Linked DNA regions of Muntiacus reevesi: region 2 is linked to region 1. Evidence: chromatin contacts called from public Hi-C data. All regions are on one chromosome and are shown on one strand. Each heading gives the region's core, a stretch centred on a gene start, on an enhancer-like site or on the middle of the called end of the contact. The rest is flanking DNA. Distances are from core to core; before and after follow the strand shown.

Region 1 (4,609 bases), core at 845-3,344:
CCTATCTTGAAATAGTGGTTTCCTCCAGAGGGGACGAGGTACTAACGGGGGGCTTGGAAGGTGTTGCTCATTTGTGGCACGTTCTCCACCACTCCCGGTGCCCCAGGGCGCTCCAGGCTTGAAACCCAAACCCACTCAGGTTTTCTGGAGGTGACCCAGCACAGGACACTGAGGCCTGAGCGGAATAGAGTAGGTATTTCCTTCTTGTTTCCCTTTCTGTTTACAAATTTGTGCTTTATATTGGAGTGTAATTGATTTACAATGTTTTGTTTGTTTTTAAATGTACAGCAAGATGACACATTTTTATTTATACAGAGAGCTGTTCTTTTATGGGTTCTTTTCCCATTGAGGTTATTGGCCAATGTTGCGTAGACCTGCCTGTGCTCACAGTAGATCCCAGGTGACCGTCTATTTTCTATGTGAATATATATATAAGCTCAGTTCAGCTGCTCAGTCATGTCCGCCTCTTTGCAACTCCATGGACTGCAGCACTGCCAGGCTTCCCTGTCGATATATGTATATATGTGTGTGTGTACATATATATACACACACATATAAGTATGTATCTGTGAATGCCAACCTTCTAACTTACTGCTCCTCACTCCCCTTGCCTCTGGGTAATCATAAGTTTGTTTTCTAGGACTGTCAGTCTGTTCCTACTTGTAAATGAGTTAAATTTTATCAGATTTTCAAATCCACACATAAATGGTAACATATGATTTTTTTCTCTCTGATTTAGTTAACTTTATATACTCATGTCTAGGTCCATCATTATTGCTGCAAATGGCATCATTTCACCCTTTTCTATGACTAATATTGCATTGCAAATATGGGCTCTATCTCCTTTCTCCATTCCTGTGTTGTTGGGCATTTTGGTGACTTCCCTGTCCTGGTATTGTAAATAGTGCTGCAGTGCTCCCTGGAGGACATGTGACTTTTTGAATGATGGTTTCATCCAAATAGGCCCAGAAGTGGAACTGCAGGGTCTCATTGTAGCTCTGGTTTTCCTTTCCTATGGTTCTTCCATAGCGCCTGTCCAGCTATTTACATTCCCACACAGGCACAGGAGGGAAGATTTCCTTTTCTCTATGCCCCTCTCATATTGATTTTTGTAGATTTTTGCAGGTGGCCATTTCTGTCTGGTTGGAGAAGACACCCAGTTGTCAGTTTCACTTACATTTCTTAAATGATTAGCAATGTGGAGTATGTTATTCTGTGCTTTTGTATTAAACAATGTGAGTGTAGTTTCCTTCTCGCAATTGGATTCTTGAAAGTCAGCTCTGTTTTTTAAAACATTCATTCATTTGTTTGGCTTCCTGACCTGCTTACAGATTTCTCAAGAGGCAGGTCAGGTGGTCTGGTATTCCCATCTCTTTCAGAATTTTCCAGTTTATTGTGATCCACACAGTCAAAGGCTTTGGCGTAGTCAATAAAGCAGAAATAGATGTTTTTCTGGTACTCTCTTGCTTTTTCCATGATCCAGAATGCTGATAAACTGATATGTGAACAAAGACCTGAAGGAAGTGGCGTGTTTTTTTTTAACAGCTGCAGTCCAGGGAGAGGAAACAGTGCAAAAATCTCAAGGAGAAGCATGCAGGGCGTGTTCCAACCCTACTTGGTCAGTGACCCTACCTGATAACCTGTTTTATTCCAAAACCTACCCCCATCCCATCGTTATTCCTTTATCCAGTTTCATTCCCCCCCCTCCCAACACAGAATTTTTCAATTTATTATTCCATGTTTATTACGTCTGTTCTCTGTTTTGTGCGAGAGCGGGCGTCTTCGCCTGTCTGGTTCGCCGGTGCAGCCAGAGCCTTTAGTAGCGTGGGGCACACCCCAGGAGCTTGAAAGGAGGCTCTGGGATGGGAAGAACGCACGGTCGAGGGAAGGAAGAAGAGACCCGACCTCCTGATGCCTTGGTCGGGGGAAACCCTCTGCGAGTGCAAGGAAGGTAAGAAACCCGCACAGCTCAGTGCCCAGGTTCCCGGGCCTGGTGCGCATGCGCCCAGGTCTCTGCGCATGCGCCGAGAGCGTCCCGCTCCGATCCGCGTGTTTCATTGGCTGCGGCCGGCGCCTAAGCAGAGGAATTGCGCATGCGCACTCCTCCCGCGTGGTCCTGTGTGGTGGGTTTTGCTCTCCAGCCTCCGCTGTATCGGCGGCAGCTCATCTTCCCATCCGGGACCCCCGTGCGTTCTGGAGCTCGGAATGTTCCCAGAACTCAATAACCTTCTCAACACCACCCCTGAAGGGGCGGAGCAGGTAAGAGGTCGTAAGGTCGGGGAGGAGGTTGGATTCTGGGAGCGCGGCGGAAGACCGCACACCCGGATGAAGCGCACGCGGACCTGTGGGAAATCACGTGACGTCCGTGGCCCGGGGGCGCTTGGGAGTTGTAGTCCGCAGAGGGCCCGCCCCCGAGGTTGGGCTGGACACTTAGGCCTGCGCAAGGTGGGCATCCTGAGCGTTTTCGAAGGTCTCGTGCGCCCTTGAATGACCACCGGAAGCACGTTGTACCTTTGGGTTGGACTTAAGTGTACAGGCGACCCTTGTGCGTGTTCAGCGTGGTGGGAGTCCCAGCGCCCAAACAGAGGTTGGTGGTGGTAGTTTAGTCGCTCTGTCGTGTCCGACTCTTTGCGACCCCATGGACCGTAGCCCGCCAATCTCCTCTGTCCGTGGGATTCTCCAGGGAAGAATACTGGACTGGATTACCATTCCCTTCTCCAGGGAATCTTCCTGACGCAGGGATGGAACTGCGTCTCCCGCGTCTCCTCCCTTAACGGGCGGATTCTTGACCACTGAGCCACCTGGAAACCAACCCCCCCCACCCCGCCCCCCACCACAAGGGAGCAACTTCTTAGCGAACTTAAGCCCCCTTTGTCCTGGGAGCACTCGGCAGGTTTCAGCGAACGCTTCTGCTCGTCTTCCTCCTCATGTTTTTGAACAGTGCTCTCTGAAGCTGCTCGCTGCCAACGTTTGATTGCGCAAGCCCGCCTTTGGCATCACAGCCTTCCTACTCTGTTTTCTTCGCTCTCTCCTTCCCACGGTCTAGAGCATCTCAAAAATGTTCTTGCGTTAGGCCGAGGGTTGCCTCTCCTAGGAACATAGGTGATTTATTTCATAACTCCTGTCTTTCTGATGAAATGGTAAGCTCGTCCAGGCGGCCAAGACACTTAGTGTGTAATTCCTTTTTGTTACTCCATACTCCCAGGCAAATAGTTTTCAGTAAATCCTTGTGCATTTTAGCTGCCCCGCAGTTTTTCTCTGCCCAAGCCTCCAGATGGCGCTGCTTACCTTGCCAGTTACTACTAGTACCTCCAAAGTCCAAACCCAGGGCCCCAGTGAGGGATAGAAGTGGGTACCCGGAAATGACAGCGCCAGGGGTAACCTCAGAGTCTGCTAGTGTAGTCTTTCATATTTTATGAGAGGAAAAAATATCGCGACATCAGAAAGAGAGATGACCTTCCCTGTCATTGACTGGAGCAGGACAGCCAGACCCTGCAAAGGCCATCTTCAGAGGTTTTTCCAGGGCTCTACACAATGAGAGCCCTGCCTGACGCAGTTTCCAAGGCCACTGGGAAGAGGACTTTGATCCTGGCTGTCTCTTGGAACAACTGCTTTCTCCTGCTCCCCTGCCTATGGGACAGAATTGGCATGAGGATTAGAGTTAGGGAGAAGGTTGGATCAGTTGACTTTTTAGAAGACTCCTTGCAATCTGGAAAGTCAGTGATTTTTGTTGGGTTCTGATGGTAAAATCTTACTTTGTTCAGGATTTAATTCTTTCCAAGACTGGAGAGGAGTGAGGAAAAGAAGAGATTTTATTCTCCATTGTCTGGGGAAGATGATGGCTTGAGATATGCTTGCCCAAAATAAGTGCGTTTAATACAGATCACCTTCATTGTTGATTTCTCTATAATTTTTACCTATTTTCTTTTTCTGGTTAAATACACAAACACACACATATGAGTCTCCACGTATAGAAATTTAAGAGTAGACACAATCCACTAGATTTTGACACTCAGTTGACCTCTTTCCAGGGAGTCTAATACATCTTTTTGTGCTCTTAACTTTTAGGGGAAGCTGACTCTACTCTGTGATGCCAAGACTGATGGCAGTTTCCTTGTGCACCACTTTCTCTCCTTCTACCTCAAAGGTATAAGACTATAGAAAAAGAAAATCCAAGGCCAGGGGGTAAAAAAAAAAGAGGCCTGTTTCAGGTAGCCCTAGAAATAGTATTAACTAGCCAGACCTTTGGTGTTTGGGTAACCAGATGGCTATTTGTTAGGTAATGGGATTACTGGACCATCTTGTTCCCACCCGTTCTATGCCAGAGACTGCCATGTATTCGCTATATCCAGTATTGCCTTACACTTCTCCACCCCATGTGTAGGCACTGACTCCCTTAGGGCCTTGTGTGGCCTCTTCATTTAGTTGATCCTTGGTTCTTGGGTAGTTTGAAGTCTCTAGGCACTCAACCCATTACCACTTTGCCCTGGCAGTAGATGCTTTCAAAGGAACAGAGAGGGGAAAAAAAGAAACAGCTCTGCAGTTCACACATGGAAATCGATTAGAAGAAAACAGCCAAATTAAAAAAAAAAAAAAGACTTACTGATTC
Region 2 (4,609 bases), core at 1,179-3,678, 140 kb after region 1:
TCCGAGCGGAGGCCACTCTGCTGTAATGCGTAGGCTTCTCACTGTGGCGGCGTCTCTTGTTGCAGAGCACAGGCTCTAGGCCCAGGGCTTCAGTAGTTGCGCCACGTGGGCCCTAGAGCGCAGGCTCAGTAGCTGTGGCACACGGGCTTGGTTGTCCCAAAGCACGTGGATCTTCCTGCACCATGGATCAGACCTGTGTCCCCTGCATTGGCAGGCAGATTCTTAACCACTGGACCACCAGCAAAGTCCCTGCGTTAACTCTTGATGCCCATAAGCTTATAAGGTATAGTATTAGTTCTGTTACAGGTGAGAAAAATGAGGCCCAGATTAGTGAAGTGATCATTTGTAACAGCTGAAGTCACTCAGCTATTAAGTCAAAAAGGTGGTACCTAAACCAAAGTCTGCCTGATTCCAGTATCTATACTATTTCTGTGACATTACTCTGCCCTTTTACCAAGCAACCAATGGCCCAGAATTCTGTAGGCAGATGAAAGTGAAAGTCGCTCAATCATGTCAGACTCTTTGTGACCCCATGGACTATACAGTCCCTGGAATTCTCCAGCCAGAATACTGGAGTGGGCAGCTTTTCCCCTCTCCAGGGGATCTTCCCAACCCAGGGATCGAACCCAGATCTCCCGCATTGCAGGCAGATTCTTTACCACCTGAGCCACCAGGGGTAGATGAGATCACCCGATCCTGCCATTCTTTGCAGATTAGAAAAATGGGAACCAGAGATCAGCAATGGTAGTTCTAGAACTCTGAGCCAAACTTCCTATTTCTTGACCCAGGGTCAAGATTTTGTTTCACCTTCTCTGATACTAACATGATCTCATTCATCTGTGTATGCTTTTGTCATCCCATAGATGATGGGGCTGTTTAGCTTCTGTTCTTAATTTGATATACATCTTGGAATTAAAACAGTAGATGGAAAAGAGACCAAACTTTGGGAAAGAAGTAAAAATTTGGAACTTTAGATCAATTAACCTAATTTTGGGGACGTCTCCAGTGGTTCACTGGGGCCTGGGGTTTGATCCTTGGTCAGGGAACTAAGATCACATAAGCTGGGGGGACTCGGCCAAAGTTGTTTTTTTTTTAATCTAATTTTCTGGTTTTACCAATGAGGAAAAAGATGCCCAAAGAGATTAAATGATGGACTCAAAGGAACACAAACTGTTAGTGTCTGAAGGCAGGCAGTGGCAGTGTGAACAGAGAAAGGGAGAGCTTCTTGGAAAACTTCCCCAACCCATTTTCTTTCTTCTATTTTTTTTTTCTCAACCACCTTCCTCAGTGGGGCACCATCCAGATTCTGGCAGCAGCTATACTAAAACCACAAGGATGTCAACCTGCAACAGCCTCCTGGTTATTCCTTTTCACTTCTGCTCTGTCCTTCAGTGGTACCAGACGGTCCTTCCCAAGGCAGATGTCTCAGAGGGTACCTGATGCCCAATCGACACACCTGGCCCTCCTTTGTACCAGCCGCACCTGATCTCCCCACAGCGGTCCCTTGCCTTCCTCAACGCCAAAACTGCCTGTTCTCTTCCATCCAACTGGAGAGTCAGCAAAGGACTGCTAGGGTCGCTCTGAAAGCTACAATACTATTTATCCCCTGTGCGCAGTCGCGAACGCAGTAACGCTCCTCTAAACGACAGAGTTGTTATCTTTTGGTCCAAAAGAGTTCCAGATAAGGTTTTTCTTCTGAGACCAGACAGAATTGCACCAAGTGTTACAGCCACTCCAATCACAGAGGTCCGGCTGGCCAGGGCCTTAAAACACATTCTGAGCCATCCTCGGCCTCCGTCCCAGTCCGGTCGTAGACGGACAGCATAACGAGGGCCAAGCACAGCCTTTCCACCCTGACGGTTAAGGAGGGCCACCCACCGATCCCCGCAGGGCGGTGCTGGCGCGGATGAGGGGTGGAGCAGAACTAGGTCCAGAGCGTCACGCCGAGGAAGTGAGGCGCCTCGGCGGGGATCGCGGATGACCGGGAGAAGAAATCGGAAAACAGGTTCCGATCAGACAGCGGGTGCTACGGGGCTGGCGGGGTCGGCGGGCGGTGGGGAGACGCTCTACGAGCGCGCAGAGATGAGACAGGGTGCGATGGGGGTGCGCCAGGCGAAGGAAAGCCAGCGGAGGTCCCTCCCGGCCTCACACGACCCTGCGACAGGGCCTGGGGAGATGATGGACGCGCAGGGGGCGTCACGCGCCGGCGGACTGAGAGACGCGGGAGAAAAGGGGAGGGGGCGGGGAGGAGGAGCTGCCCTCACCTTCTTTACGGCTGGCTGAAAGTGGAAGTCACCGGCCTCTTTCAGGTCCAGCCAGATCATGGGCATGCGGGGCACGGCCTCCATGGCCGCAGGCACCCGCCGGCCCCCCGGCCGCTCCCCAAGCTTTCGCAGCTGCAGGCTCAGCCGCGCGCCCCGCCCCTCCACGCCGGAAGTCACTTGTCACGCGGGGATGGAAAAAAATGCCCCTACTGCCTGCTGGGAGAGGCGGTCCCCTCCCGTGCAGCCTTTTGCGCAGGCGCATTTTCCGTTGCGCATGCTCAGTCTCGTGCACGCGGGCACGTGTAGAAGGCACACCTCCAGCCGGAGGCGAAAGGGTTTCTGGGAGTCGTAGTCTCTCTGCATCTAATTGCTAAGCAGGGAGGTAACTGGTTTCTTCTTCCTGGGCAAAGTAGACCGCAGGGACCTGGCTCGGGCTCCAGTCGCTCCCCACTCAGGGGAAGGACATTAGAGAACGTAGCCATAGACTTGTAGACCCTAAGTAGTGTCGAGGGCCTTGGTAGATGGGGTCAGATGCTGTGGTAGAGATAACGTGTGGAGGGCCACCCCCAGAAGAAGTAACTTAAAAACAGTCTTGGAGTAAGGGCTGCCTGGCCAAGGAGACAGGGCTAAGAAGCAAGCAATCCGTTTCACCCCAGGTGTCGAGCTTTGGAACAGAGGAGTGACTTGTTGGAGACTGGCATACTCGGCTGAGCCTGTAGGAAGGGGCGCTCCCTAAGAGATGGCCAAGTCCGTTTTTGATGATGGGGAGAGAACTGGTAAATGAAGTGTAAAGCTGAAGGGGGAAAAGAGAGAGAGACTTAGAGCGATGGGGGTGGGGATGACTATATACAGCCACGCGAATACCTTTCAGTCTGGAAGGGGACCAGGGAGCCGACAACAGTTATCAGCTCTGAAGAGATGACCTGTAGAGCAAGGGTTTTTAAATCATGTGTATATTACCTAGCTTTAAAAACACATAAAATGGAGAATGGCTTGTTAGGGCAAAAGTAGAAGCAAGGAAATTAGCGAGGAACCTTTGGTAGTCTTCCAGGAGACAAATGTGGAGCTGGGGCAAAGGGAAATGAAACACGGGCAGGTTTGAGAAATGTTTTAGGGGGAAAATGTGGTAGAACCTGAGATGAATGGATGTAAGAGATTGAGAATATAAAAGATTATTTCCAGGTTTCTAGCTGGTATATACCTGGGTGGCTACACAACTGTTTTCTGACATGGTAAAACAGGGAGGGAGAGGTTTGGAAGAGAAGAACAAGGGCTGTCTGTGTTGAGCTGGATATAGATTCCCTTAAGTTTTTCAAGAGAAGATGGGGAGGAGACCATGGCTCAAGAGAGAGGGTTCACCCACAACCAAGGGCCCAGGTCCCCTTTGCAATCCAGGATCTACCTTCATGCCAGCTGGAGTTAGAGCAAAAGAAAATCCAAGTACACAAATGTTCACAGCAGCATTGTTTATAATATCCAGGAGGTAAAACTAAATCAGATGCCCGTCAACAGATGAATGGGCAAGGGAGATGTGGGACAGCATGCACCAGACTGTCCTTCAGCCTCAGAAAGGAAGGACATTCTGATACATGCTCAACAGAAATGAACCGTGAAGACATGACGCCAGTGACATACACCAGACACCGAAGAACAAATACTGTGTTAGATTCTGTGCTAGTTGCTCAGTCCTGTCCAAATCTGCCACCCCACGGACTGTAACCCACCAGGCTCCTCTGTCCATGGGGATTCTCCAGGCAAGAACACTGGAGTGGTTGCCATTCCCTTCGCCAGGGGGAATCTTCCCAACCCAGGGATTGAACCCTGCTCTCCTCCGCTACAGGAGGATTCTTTAACATCTGAGCTGATTCCACCTAAATCAGTTAACTTAAGAGTAGTCAAATTTGTAAGAATAAAAAGTAGAATGGTGACTTCTCAGGGACTGGAAGGAGAAAGGAAGGGGAATTAGTATTCAGTGGGCACAGATGCTGAGAAAATTCTGGAGACAGATGATTGCACCATGTGAATGTATTAATGCCTAGTGCCACTGACCTGTGCACTTAAAAATGGTTAAAATGGAAGGTTGTTTTTTTTTAATGTAAGATCTTGCAGGTAATTTTTTTTTTTTTAAGGAAAAAGAAAATTTTACCAGCATCTGAAAAAGCTTGTTTCTGGAGGACCATCTTGAGGCCACCTGCTCAGAGGTGGAAGAACAGATTCGGTGTCAGCACGGCTGGTTTATCCTGAATCCTTCCTTCTTGGTTTGTAGGTGTATGTCTTCTGCCTGTGCCTTCACGTGGTCTTCTGTGCGTGTCTCTGTCGTAATGTCCTCTTATAAGGACCCCAGT

What was found. Hi-C and Micro-C count contacts between places; a contact is called where the count stands out from the background.
Region 2: a Hi-C map of muscle shows a contact between it and region 1, with 5 times the contacts expected there. The contact joins the promoter of PTPN23 here to the promoter of ELP6 in region 1. A contact is called at or near these places in 2 of 3 Hi-C or Micro-C datasets (blood and muscle).

Annotation. Positions count from the first base shown.
Region 1 is chr4:110,100,455-110,105,063 of mMunRee1.1, forward strand. ELP6 (elongator acetyltransferase complex subunit 6) reads left to right here and starts at 2,095. Exons shown (of 7, transcript XM_065933831.1): 1 at 2,095-2,259; 2 at 4,069-4,147. The coding sequence starts at 2,206.
Region 2 is chr4:110,242,631-110,247,239 of mMunRee1.1, forward strand. PTPN23 (protein tyrosine phosphatase non-receptor type 23) reads right to left here and starts at 2,429. Exons shown (of 25, transcript XM_065933832.1): 1 at 2,265-2,429. The coding sequence starts at 2,348. LOC136166881 (a long non-coding RNA gene) reads left to right here and starts at 1,856. Exons shown (of 2, transcript XR_010662996.1): 1 at 1,856-2,005; 2 at 4,394-4,609.